Linked DNA regions of Mus musculus: region 2 is linked to region 1. Evidence: chromatin contacts called from public HiChIP or PLAC-seq data. All regions are on one chromosome and are shown on one strand. Each heading gives the region's core, a stretch centred on a gene start, on an enhancer-like site or on the middle of the called end of the contact. The rest is flanking DNA. Distances are from core to core; before and after follow the strand shown.

What was found. HiChIP or PLAC-seq counts read pairs in DNA pulled down with a chosen protein or histone mark.
Region 2: an H3K27ac HiChIP or PLAC-seq map of embryonic fibroblasts shows a contact between it and region 1, with 5 times the contacts expected there. The contact joins two enhancer-like sites. A contact is called at or near these places in 7 of 39 promoter capture datasets (3T3-L1-derived adipocytes, the HPC-7 cell line, cranial neural crest and 4 more), 1 of 15 datasets of contacts at CTCF or cohesin (the NIH/3T3 cell line), 1 of 484 Hi-C or Micro-C datasets (arterial endothelial cells) and 3 of 115 datasets of contacts at active chromatin or transcription factors (the NIH/3T3 cell line, embryonic fibroblasts and fibro-adipogenic progenitors).

The regions. Positions count from the first base shown.
Region 1 is chr8:64,026,948-64,033,311 of GRCm38.p6, reverse strand. All of the region lies in intron 18 of Tll1 (tolloid-like), which reads left to right. Among named protein-coding and RNA genes, the nearest start is that of Sgo2b, 78 kb to the right of the region's middle. Within about 2 kb of position 3,566, at least 6 of the 459 cell types and tissues checked have an H3K27ac peak or open chromatin away from gene starts, as enhancers often do. A contact at or near this core is called in embryonic fibroblasts, where this site is marked.
Region 2 is chr8:64,519,531-64,525,894 of GRCm38.p6, reverse strand. No RefSeq gene overlaps it. Among named protein-coding and RNA genes, the nearest start is that of Mir710, 8.3 kb to the right of the region's middle. Within about 2 kb of position 3,009, at least 51 of the 459 cell types and tissues checked have an H3K27ac peak or open chromatin away from gene starts, as enhancers often do. A contact at or near this core is called in embryonic fibroblasts, where this site is marked.

The DNA of each region.
Region 1 (6,364 bases), core at 2,317-4,816:
CTGTATTGTGAATAAAGGAACCCTTGTAGATGCTGTCTAAGAAGTGGCATAGGCTGCTTAAGGACAAGATTATGTAGTGTAAGTTTCCAATCTACAGCAAAACCCATGGAATAAAATGAGTTTCTAGAAACACATGGTCATTACATGCATAGACTATTAGCAAAACAAGAGCTCACATTTTTTAAAATTTATTTTATTAGATATTTTCTTTATATACATTTCAAATGCTATCTCGAAAGTTCCCTATACCCTCCCCCCTGCCCTGCTCCCCTACCCACCCACTCCTACTTCTTGGCCCTGGCATTCCCCTGTACTGGGGCATATAAAGTTTGCAAGACCAAGAGGCCTCTCTTCCCAGTGATGGCCGACTAGGCCATCTTCTGCTACATATGCAGCTAGAGACATGAGGTACTCTGGGGGTACTGGTTAGTTCATATTGTTGTTCCACCTATGAGGTTGCAGATCCTTTCAGCTCCTTGGTTGCTTTCTCTAGCTTCTCCATTGGGGGCCCTGTGTTCCATCTTAGAGATGACTGTGAACATCCACTTCTGTATTTGCCAGGCACAGGCATAGCCTCATAAGAGACAGCTATAACAGGGTCAGTTCAGCAAAATCTTGCTGGCATATGCAATAGTATCTGGGTTTGTTGGGGTAGTCTCTGGATAGCCCATTCTTTCGTCTTAGCTCCAAACTTTGTCTCTGTAACTCCTTTTATGGGTACTTTGTTTCCTATTCTAAGGAGGAATGAAGTATCCACCCGTAGGTCTTCCCTCTTCTTGATTTTCTTATGTTTTGCAAATTGTATCTTAGGTGTTCTATGTTTCTGGGCTAATATCCACTTATCAGTGAGTGCATATCTAATGACTTCTTTTGTGATTGGGTTACCTCACTAAGGATGATATCCTCTAGATACATCCATTTGTCCAAGAATATCATAAATTCATTGTTTTTAATAGCTGAGTAGTATTCCATTGTGTAAATGTACCACATTTTCTGTATCCATTCTGTTGAGGGACATCTGGGTTCTTTCCAGCTTCTGGCTATTATAAATAAGGCTGCTATGAACATAGTGGAGCATGTGTTTTTATTATCAGTTGTTACTCCTTCTGGGTATATGCCCAGGAGAGGTATTGCTGGATCTTCCGGTAATATTATGTCCAATTTTCTGAGGAGCCTCCAGACTCACTTCCAGAGTGGTTGTACAAGCTTTCAATCCCACCAGCAATGGAGGAGTGTTCCTCTTTCTCCACATCCTCGCCAGCATCTGCTGTCACCTGAGTTTTTGATCTTAGCCATTCTGACTGGTGTGAGGTGGAATCTAAGGGTTGTTTTGATTTGCATTTCCTTCATGATTAAGGATGTTGAACATTTTTTTCAGGTACTTCTTATCCATTCGGTATTCCTCAGTTGAGAATTCTTTGTTTAGCTCTGTACCCCATTTTAATGGGGTTATTTGATTTTCTGGAGTCCACTTTCTCAATGGACTCTTTAATCTTAGTTTGATTTATTAAAGTGCATTAGACTTTCTGATCCGAATCCATGGTTATTTCTTGTGTTTTAGTCTTGTGTTATAACCTAGATTACTGCCCCCTCCCAGATTGTAGGATTATAATCTTTGTATAGATATTCCTTCATGGTTTTAGTAGCAAATCCTTAGGTTTAGTGTAGATGCTTAAGAAAGTAATTTGGTGTTCTGAGGTGTAGCTCAGGGATACAGCACATGCCCAGCATCTCTGAAGCCCTTGTTAAATCTGCAGCACAGGAAAAAATAAAGTAAAATAACACTGTCTTAATCAGTTAAAGGGGTTGAGTGTCCTGTATCCATTCATTGATCAGTGAATGTCCTATAACACTGTATCATGAATCATATTTATTAGTTACTATTTTGGCAATATGACAAACAACTTGAAATAAAAACAACGAAAAAGGACACTGCATATGTTGGTTCATGAGTCCACAGGATGCAGTTCAGCATGGTGGAGAAGGCATGGCAGAACTGCTCAGGTCATTGTGGTGGGACAATGTGATAGAGGCTGTTCACATCACAAGGCAGAGAGGCAGGACCAGGGCTTAGTATAACCTTCAATGACCTGTCGCTACTGACCTACTCTGCCAGTGAAGCCCCATGTTCTACATGTCTCACAGTCTCCCCAAAATAGCAGCACCAGCAGGCAACAAGCATGCAATCATCAGTCCGTGAAGGACAGTTCAGATACAAAGCGCAATGTGCACCTTATGACTGGAAGTCTAAGCAGGATTTTTAAAGCCATTCCTATTTCTGTGGAGCTGCCCCCTTAACTGTATGGCCTGAGTTTTTACTCATGTATCTGAGTACATGTGTTTTTACGGCACAAAAGCCAGACCCCTGGAATCTCTAGCTGAAGTTGTCTGACCTTCTATGGAAGTGCATACAACTTACTTCAGCACTTATTTTTGTAATAAGAACCCTCCCCCTCATTCTCTGCACTTGACCTAACAAGCTGCTGTTTATTTCAAGTGGAAAACTCACTCATAGTCTAATGAATGAGAGCTGCTCAAGTCCTGTATTATTGAGTATTAGTTGTGGAATCACTGAGTAATTTAGCTCTTTGTCAACTCAGGCTGATTCCAATAGCAGTTTGATGGAGAGCTGAAGCCACTTGGCTCTCCATAAGTGTTTATATGGCCCATGGCCTGCTAGGTCAAAACCACTTTATTTGATGTTAACTTCGTTTTGTTAAACAGATGCTATTATTCACTCAAAACATCCTGAATGTCACTAGAGGGTGAAATAGTCACTCATTTTCCAATGAAGCAGTGAATGGGCTGAGCACATGCAGTAAATCAATTCTGATCTGCTTTTAGCCATTTATGGGGTATCCTTTGCAAAATCATTACCCCAATCCTCCACAAAATGTTCTCCTCCACATGGGAGGTTCTTAATGTTTTCTCTGTTTATAGAAAACTAACTGTGACTCACAACCAGACATGATAATTACTTGGCATGTGTTCTAGTTAGGGTTTCTGTTGCTGTGATGAGACATCACTCAAAACAGCTTGGGGAGAAATGGGGCACATGTGAACTTTCAACTCCCTGGTCATCATACTCCATCACTGAGGGGAATCTGGTCAGGAGTTCAAGGCAGGAATCTCAAGTTAGGAACTGAAGTTGAAGCTATGAAGTAGCTATTACTGCTTATTGGCTTTCTCCTCATGCTCTTCCCAGCCTGCTCTCTTGTAGCACCCAGGACCACCTGCACAGGGGTAGCACCACCCACATTGAGCTGTATTTTTCCACATCAACCATCAATGAAGAAAAAGCCCTACAGACTAGCCTTCAATCAAGTCACATGCAGGCCTTTCCTCAATTGAGATTCCTTTCTTCCAAAACCACTCTAGCTCATGTCAAGTTGACATAAAAAAATCCAATACAACATACAATGGTTTTCTGACACTGATTTCCCGAAACAATGTTTTATTATCTTACGGTAACATTGTTCTTGTAATTCACAGGCTTGGTTTCCTGCTTAATAAAGAATTTGGCTATAGCTGAGCCAATTTTTCTCTTAGTGGTTTCTTACCAGTTCCATGCTGATTCTAGGAATGTGGATGTGTGCCCAGTTGTAACAGGCTGATTGAATAACATCTCACAAAAGGCATGAAACCAGAAAGTTTGATTGGCTAGCTACATCAACAAAATTTTCAGGGTGAGATGATAGTGGTGGTTATTTAGGTGGGTGAATTGGCTGATGCAATCAAGCCTCTAGACACCAACTGAGGCTCTTTGGCATCCCGTACACTATGTCTACCTTATTGTACTCAAGCCCGAGATAATAGAGATTGACAAATTTAACTCACAGCATGACACCTCTCAGTTACTGCCTGCTTTGCTTGCTGCACCATAGAGTGAATAATTTCTGTTACTGACTTCTCATTCATTATGTTTACATATGCAGTTCTGATTTCCTGTAAGATTCTTTGTGCTACCGTCAATCTTATTTTTTTATTTTCTATGAAGTGAGCATTGCTCTTGCCTCATAATATTCATAACAAGCAATATCTCATGTTCACTGATACAGTATTTTTGTTACTCATTCAAGTAGTATGTAATGTAATAACATATACATTGTCCAGTTCTCTTCTCTTCTTAATCTTTTTAGTACCTCCATTATTTTCTCCTACTTCCTATTTAGTATAAATTGCCTCATTCATCTTTTCTCTTCCAAAAGCAGAAGATGGATTCCAGCTTAGTGTGGGATATGTATAAAAGTTAACAGTGAGATTGCACTTTCTTAGTATATCTTCAATTTAAATGGCAATTTTGATAACTTTCCAGAATTGCTTCAGAGAAAAATTATGTACAAATATACTACAAGGATTATGGTAAAACTATTGATTGATGCATATTTTATTTCTTAACTTCATACTTTTTAGCTTTGTTCTGTAGACTTAAATAAGGATGATGGGTTCGTTTTGGTTGGTTGGTTTTTGTTTGTTTTTCTTAGACATATGAGGATTCCAAAGAAAATAAAGAGACAGTTAATTAGCTTTAGGAATTATGAATTACTAAATGTTTGGACAATAATATTTTCATGCCATTACAGTTAACCTTTCTTGGGGATTTAATGTGTCATATGTCTAGTGAATTTTTAGTTTCAATTTAGTGAGATATACATACAACATTTCTACAGAGGTCAAGTGAGATTTTTTTCATTAATGTTTTTACTTATTCACTTTACATTCCAATATCAGCTCCTTTCATTGCAGTGCCCCTCACAGAGCTACCCCATTCCCCCTTCCCTTCTCCTCTGAGAACGGGATCCCCTCGCCCCCCCCCCCCCATATCACCCTACCCTGGCATATCAAGTCACTGTATGACTAGGTACACCCTCTCCCACTGAGGCAAGATAAGGTGGTCCAATTAGGGGAATAGGAACCACAGGCAGGTAAAAGATTCAGGATCAGCCTCCAGCCAGTTGTAAGAAGACTTGCATGAAGACTAAGCTGCACTTGCGCTACATATGTGCAGGGAGCCTAGGTTCAGCCCGTGCCTGCTCTTTGGTGATTCAGTCTCTGGGAGCCCTCAAAGGGGCCAGGTTAGTTGACTCTATTAGTCTTCCTGTGGTGTCCCTATCTTTTTCAGGTCCTCAATCCCCCCCCCAACACTTCTACAAGATTCCCTAGTTCCATCTAATGTTTGGCTGTGGGTCTCTGCATCTCCTTGTATAGGCTGTTGTGTAGAGTTCTCAGAGGACAGTTATGCTAGACTCCTGTCTGCAAGCATAACAGTATCATTAATGTCAGAGATTGATTCTTGCCCATGGGATGAGTCTTAGTTTGCACCAGTCATTGGTTGTCTATGCCCTCTGCCTCAAGCAGGATATTTTTTTTTCTGTTTCTTTTTTTTTAATTAGGTATTTATTTCATTTACATTTCCAATGCTATCCCAAAATTACTCCACATGCTCCCCCACCCACTCCCACTTCTTGACCCTGACGTTCCCCTGTACTGAGGCATATAAAGTTTGCACGACCAATGGGCCTCTCTTTCCACTGATGGCTGACTAGGCCATCTTCTGATACATATGCAGCTAGATACATGAGCTCCAGGGTACTGGTTAGTTCATATTGTTGTTCCACCTATAAGGTTGCAGATCCCCCCCAGCTCCTTGGGTACTTTCTCTAGCTCCTCCATTGGGGGCCCTGTGATCCATCCAATAGCTGACTGTGAGCATCCACTTCTGTGTTTGCTAGGCCCCGGCATAGTCTCACAAGAGACAGCTATATCTGGGTCCTTTCAGCAAAATCTTGCTGGTGTATGCAATGGTGTCAGCGTTTGGAAGCTGATTATGGGATGAATTCCTGGATATGGCTGTCTCTAGATGGTCCATCCTTTTGTCTCAGTTCCAAACTTTGTCTCTGTAACTCCTTCTATGGGTGTTTTGTTCCCAATTCTAAGAAGGGCAAAGTGTCCACACTTATATTTTTAAGTGGTACAAAGAACAGCAAAACATGGCAAAGTTGCCAAGGTGCCTTAGTGTAAGAATAGCATTTACCAGAAAAAATAAATTTATAATATACTACCATAACATAATGTTTATTTTAGTGTTTTAGAATACTATGGTTTGTAAGATCAACTAAAATTATATACAGTCAAAATTCTCCTTTATTGGCCTACAATGGTTATAACATTTATATTGCCTGAAAACATTCAATCTGTTATGCTGATTCTAGCCAATAGTATGTGTATATGTAAACAAATGTGTACGTGTGTGAAATGATGGGGAGGAAAATAAGAGGAAATTCAGAAGGACTGAATGCAGGCAATGGATGTGAGTCATGAAAAACAATTTGAAACTAATGATCATTCTAGCTCTAATTCTGCC
Region 2 (6,364 bases), core at 1,760-4,259, 490 kb before region 1:
ATAGAGGTGTCTCAACAACTGATAATATGCCTTTCACATGACCTACCTGTGTCAACCCTGAATATTTACCCCAAGGACCCTAAGATATCATTGAGACACTTGCATGTCAATGCTTGTTACAGCACTGTTCATAAAAGCTAAACTATGGGACCCAGTGTCCAACAACAGGGGCATGGATAAGGAAATGTGGTGTATGTACACAATGGGATTGTTTTCCTAAAGGAGAAAAAAAAGTCATGTTGTTGGTAGGAAAATGGATGCGACTGGAGGAAATCCTACTAAGTCCAGAAAGGCAAATAACATATGCTCCTCTCATTCGTGGCTCCTAGGTTTTTTATACACATACGTAGACTCATGTGTGCATATAGGGCACGAACAGTGAAGTAGAACTGTCTAGGGAGTGGGTGAAGGGAACAAGTGAGAGAAAGAGTGCCTGTGTTAGAAATCAGTAAAGTCTCCATCAGATTAAAAGAAAGAAAGAAAGGAAGAAAGAAAGAAAGGAAGGAAGGTAGGAAGAAAGAAAGAAAGACAGAGAAAGAAGGAGGGAAGAAAGAAAAGGAAAATAAAAGATAGAAAAAATGCAGTCTTGTGTCACCCCCAGCAGAGAACTCAGTTCCGTAGAGTCTTCTGACTCTGGAAAATCTGCAACAATAAATGAGTAATGTTTAGGCTGCACTGTTGTGGCCATTTGTTTTTACAGATTAGGAAACAAATACAGGCATGTTTAGAACCAGAGGCCAATAATTATTACTTGTACGCAGAATAAACAGAACTGAAAAACAACAATTGGTATTTCAGACAAAACTCTGAACAGAGCAGGGCAAGTCAGTGTGGTCCGGAGCTGTTTAAGGGACATTCAAACTATAAAAACCAGTGGAGTGTAAACATGGGCTGTGGGTGTCAATGCATTAGAGTTGGGACTCAGGCTCCCAGGAAGAGTGTTGTATCCAGGGGGCACCCAGGAGGAAGACTGAATCTGTCACAAGCATGGATGGCAAAGCTGTCAGCCAAACTCTGCCGCTTTGCCTGAAGTTCATCATTTTCTATTTTCTTAAAGTAGAGCTGAAGAAGCCATCAGGCACAGGCACAGCAGAGGTCTCTGTCTAAAGAAGTCCTGGCCTCAGCAGAATCTGTGTAGAAGTCTTTGTGTATAAGCAATATTCAGTTGTGGCAACCTCACTGCCCAGTTTACCAGATTTTAGGAGTCAATTCATGCTGTAAGATTAAGCGGGGAGGAGGAGGAGGAGGAGGAGGAGGAGGAGGAGGAGGAGGAGCAGCAGCAGCAGCAGCAGCAGCAGCATAATGCTGATCAGACCTTTGCAGCAAGATAGAAATGAGGAAAGGAATTTGGGCAGTTGAAGTATTTAGACAGCAGTTTAGATTCTTTCCATCACTTCTAAACATCAGCTCCCTGAGCTATGAGGACAGAGGTTTAATGAAGACATCTCATCCTGGACTGAGTGCTACAAAGGGCTGACCCTCTCTGTACATTACCTAGTTTTGTGTCTCTGTATTGGGTCCCATCTTCTGCAGAAGGAAACCTCTCAGTGATCGCCGAGGTAGACACTGAGCTAAGAGTATAGCACTATACTAAGAGTATCGTATCATATCGTATCGTATCGTATAGAATGTCACTAGCATTTATTTTATTGCCATACTCTTTTAGCAGAACACTAGTATTTGGTTTTCTCCTAGGTCCCTGGCCTAACTAGTTTCAGGTTCTTGACCAGCTGAGACATGTTACACATGGACTCTGTCTCATAAAACAGGCCTTTGGGTCAGTGTTCTATCGCAGCGGTGTAAAAGCAAACTGTGACACTGGCGTGTGCCTAAAATTGTCCATATGGAATTTACTATGCTTTTCTTTCCAGAAAGTGTCCTTAACGACAGCTATTCCTTTATTTTCTTTTAATGTGATTTTAAAAATCTCAAATCTGAGGCATTTGCTCCACTGGGGACTACTACCTGTGGGAAACTTGATGCCAAAATATTTTCACAAATATACAAATGATGTCTGTGTTGGCTAAGGAGGTCACCCGCTCAGATCTCCTTTCAAGAGAATGTGTTGCACAGATGTAGCTCTGCAGACAGCTTCCATGTGCTGCCCCGAATAGTCGGCTAGAATGTTTCCTGGAGGCCAGGTTCATTGAACATGACTACAACTTCTGTAATACAGTGGTTCTCAACCTGTGGGTTTCAACCACTGTAGGGGTTGAATGACCCTTTCATAGGGGTGACATATCAGATATCCTGCATATCAGATATTTTTATAGTGGGGCGGCTCACCACAACATGAGGACCTGTATCAAAGGGTTGCAACATTAAAAGTTGAGAACCACTGATCTGGTAATTGAGCTATGGCAGGGCTAGAGTGTAGCCATTGCTACTCAACTCAGGATCCTCTGGGAACAGTCTTTGGCCTGAAGCGCCACTTAGCAGAGACTCTCATATTCAAACTTCAGTTGGAAACTCCTGAAAACATCTCTTTCTCCCCCCCCCCCCTCTCTTTTTCTCTCTTGCTACAAGCATCAGAACAGCACCATGGTCTGGAAGCACTCAGACATGTAAAATAGAAATAATCTGAACAGGTATGCTGAACACGCAGAACAAGGTAGAGTCTCTGTGTATATGTGCATGTACTTATGTTTCTGGGGATCAAGCAACCCATCGTTATCAGACATACTATAAAGCACTCTGCCATGGAATTACTGAGTCATATCCGATACCTGAAGTTGAATAACTTTAATGGTCTGGTTGCAAGTCCAGGCACAAGTTTCAAGGGCTCTACATCCAGTGGCTGATTTCTCCTTCCTGAATTCCAACTAGCACAGTGTAGTCTTGTTTGTGTCTGGGGAAAGAAACCTGTAACTGACTCCCTCAATTCCTATAGCTTGTTTAGAAACTACAAGTTAGAAAAAGCTAAAAACAGCTCACTATAGTCCTTGATGAGCTGTCTATGAATGTGCCTGGACATTTTCAGTCTCTGACTCATGTCTACCGATCCACAAATGTCTGACTGCAGTGGCCATACAGCGAGAAGTAAACACAGCAATTTACCAGTTCAGCGTTATTAGCCAGCTGACTAACCTACTGTTTTTCCTAGAACAGTCAGTCTGCCATGCATGTTTTAACAAGGCAATGATTAAAAATATGACTAATTGAGCTTTGGTAGAAAGCGTTCATAATGTTCTGTTCAAGAAATGAAATGAGTCAATGCTGACTTTTGGACATTGATAAAGCAGGGGCATTGCCGCAATACCGTGCAGCCATGGCCTTTATCAAGCTGCTGAGCATGGCTGCCTGACTCTTAACAGCAGTGGGGATTTTGATCAGTGTCAGGCTGATGTGTTTCGTGTTTTCAAATTCATGTCCCAAGACAAGGTGACATTATTTATAGGTATTTGTAATCATGAAATTTTAAGAGTGCGGGAAAAGCAATCAATGGCTATTGTCCAAGTTGATTAAAAGTAAACCAATTTCACATAAAACTACCTTTCCACTCAGGCTTTAACAGAGCTAAGGCTGGCTACGGCTGTGGAGGGAGATAGTGGAGTGCTTGCTTGAGCTCTGAAATAAAGTGGCAAAATGTAATTATTGACTTTGCTTTGGATTTCCTGTTAAGATGAAAATTATTCAAAAATGTTTTTTTTTCTGTGTTAAAAAATGTGTTTTGAAAAAATGACTATTGACATTAAAGTGACTGGTCATCCCCCACCTCCATCCCTTCCTTCATTTTGCAACCTGGTAGAAATAGGGAGCTTTCAAAAGAAAAACAGAAGCACATTTTTTCTTGTTCTGTGTTTGTCTCAGTTCTGCATTAATCATGAACTATAATAAAACATAAGCAGCATCTGATTTTCAGTAAGCAGTTATTGTGCTGTATGTCAGCATCGTCGTAAGCGCTGGAGGTTGGATGTCAGGGAAACCTGATGAAGTGAGTCCGGAGGGAGCACAAAGGTGACACGAAGTGGCATGTAAATATGTATGAAGTTGCCTCCGCAATGTAACATGTACTCTGGGGGATAAGAAAACTGTAAGGTGGACTTCATGGGAATGGGTAAGCCACGTATTGTTAGGGGACCACGAGACTCTTCTTCCAAGCCTGGTGAGGACTACACTGAGATGCTTAAATAACCTCAGCTATAACTCTTTACTGATGATAGTGAAGATGATATAAAGAAATGCTGTTCTGTGTGCTCATTTGATTTGATCATGCTTAGCTTTAAGTGATTTAAATAATTCAAATGTATTTAAATGTGCAAAACTCTGTTTTAATTAGGGAAAACAGACTTCAGTGATGGTGAAATGATTTTCTATTGATTAAAAACATTCATTTTTTTGTTTCAGCTTTAAAGTTAGTCATATAAATAATTCCATCACCTCTTTTTTTTGGTGTGTGTGTGTCTGTGTGTGTGTCTGTGTGTATCTCTGTGTTTCTCTGTGTGTGTGTGTGTCTGTGTGTGTATCTCTGTGTGTGTCTCTGTGTGTGTGTATCTGTGAGTGTGTGTCTCTGTGTGTGTGTATCTGTGTGTGTGTGTCTCTGTGTGTGTGTGTGTGTGTGTGTGTGTGAGTATCTGTGTGTGTGTATCTCTGTGTGTGTGTGTGTGTGTGTGTATCTGTACACTTGTGGTGCAGGTACACTTGTCTCTGTGTGCACATATGGAGTCCGAAGGTTGATGTTGGGTGCTCTACTTGGTCTCAGTATGTCTTTTCTAGGAATCAGTCTCTCTCTTTTAAGAAGCAAAGTATACTGGTTGATCAGCAAGACTCATGGATATACCTGTTTACAGTTGCCTTATGCAACACCAAGGTTAGGGTGTGAGGGACCAGACAAGGTTTTATGTGGGTGCTGGGTATCCAAACTCATGTCCTTATGTTTGGACAGCAAGCATTTACCCATTGAACTGTCTCTCCACCTCCAACCCTATCATTCTGGATAGATGCACTACAGCTAAGGCATATAACATACTGATGGAGGACACTGGCTATGAGTAATTAACTTGGGAGACTAGGCAACAGTTACAAATTGAAGTTTTCCTTTTGACCAATTCAGACTTTATCCAAGGGGGAGGTGACATGACTGACTGGTGGATTGTGTTTTTGGTCTAGGATCACTCTAGTAGAAGTTGTGGAAGAGAAGGGAGGGAAAATATTGGTGGTGGTGGTGGGGTGAAGTCGTAGGAGGTTTTTTTATATGAGAGACAAAGAGAATCTAAAATAAGGGCATAGACAGGTCAATGGGACCACAAGAAGAATATAAGGTCTAGAGAGGAGAATTGAACATGTGAGATTTGAAGTGAGGTATGGAAAGTTCAGGTCTTTGGCTTGGGGAACAAAGTGAATGGGAAAGTCATTAAGTCTTGGAATGAGGAGGCTCAAAATCAGGAAAAATATATGAACTCATCTCTGTACAGTGTTTGAAGTGTTGAACAGATCAGTCTTGGATATGGTTTGCAGACATATTGTTGGCTGAGAAACACATTTGTTGAAAAAGTTGAGCAGGTAGAAGAAAGAAAAGCATTAGAGTGCAGGTTAGTGCTGAGGTCACAGAAGGTCAATGTGTCACATCACTCCTCCCCTGTAGACTCCAGATCCAACGTGGAACTAGACACAGCAGTCACTTGGTCTTGGAAATGGTCTTACTGGTAACAGTGCCTGAAGAATAGCACTTGAGTTTTTATTTAAAACCATTTTACTAACATTTCATCCACTAACTGGTATTGTTAATGGTTTTCAAAGCAGAAGTGAACAGAAGGATAAGTTAGACCTCTGCACGAGGACAGAGGTTCTTTTTATCAGACTTGCCAATGAAATACACCATTCTTATTTCCATGGGGAGGAGTGAGGAGGTGATGAGAAAAACCAGCGGCATTGCTCCACCTGCAGTTCCTATACTGCAAACAAGGCCAGCAGAAATGGTCTCTTGAGAGCATGTATTTGAGAGGATAGCAAAGGAAGTGGGTGCAGAGCAATACAGTGCTGGTGCTGATGCTGCAGGCTATGACAACCACTTGAATGTGCTGCACACTCACTGTGTCCCAGGAGCACTCTAAAGCTCTTTATAATCATCAGCTTGTATGAGTCATCTTGAGGGGTAGGTAGGGAAACTAGGTTGAGAAATGGAGACACAGCTGAGTGGCAGAATCCAGATCTGAATTGAGACAGTATGGTTCAAAAACTGGTTCTGGAAAAAATAATACTGCAAGAAGGGAGGTGTGAAGATGAAGATAGCACACACACACACACACACACACACACTGAGTAATATATATTTATTAAAAATATAATATATATATATAAATATAAATGTATGTAAATATATTTACTACAACAGTAAAGAAGTTAATGTGGTATTTAGTTGAAC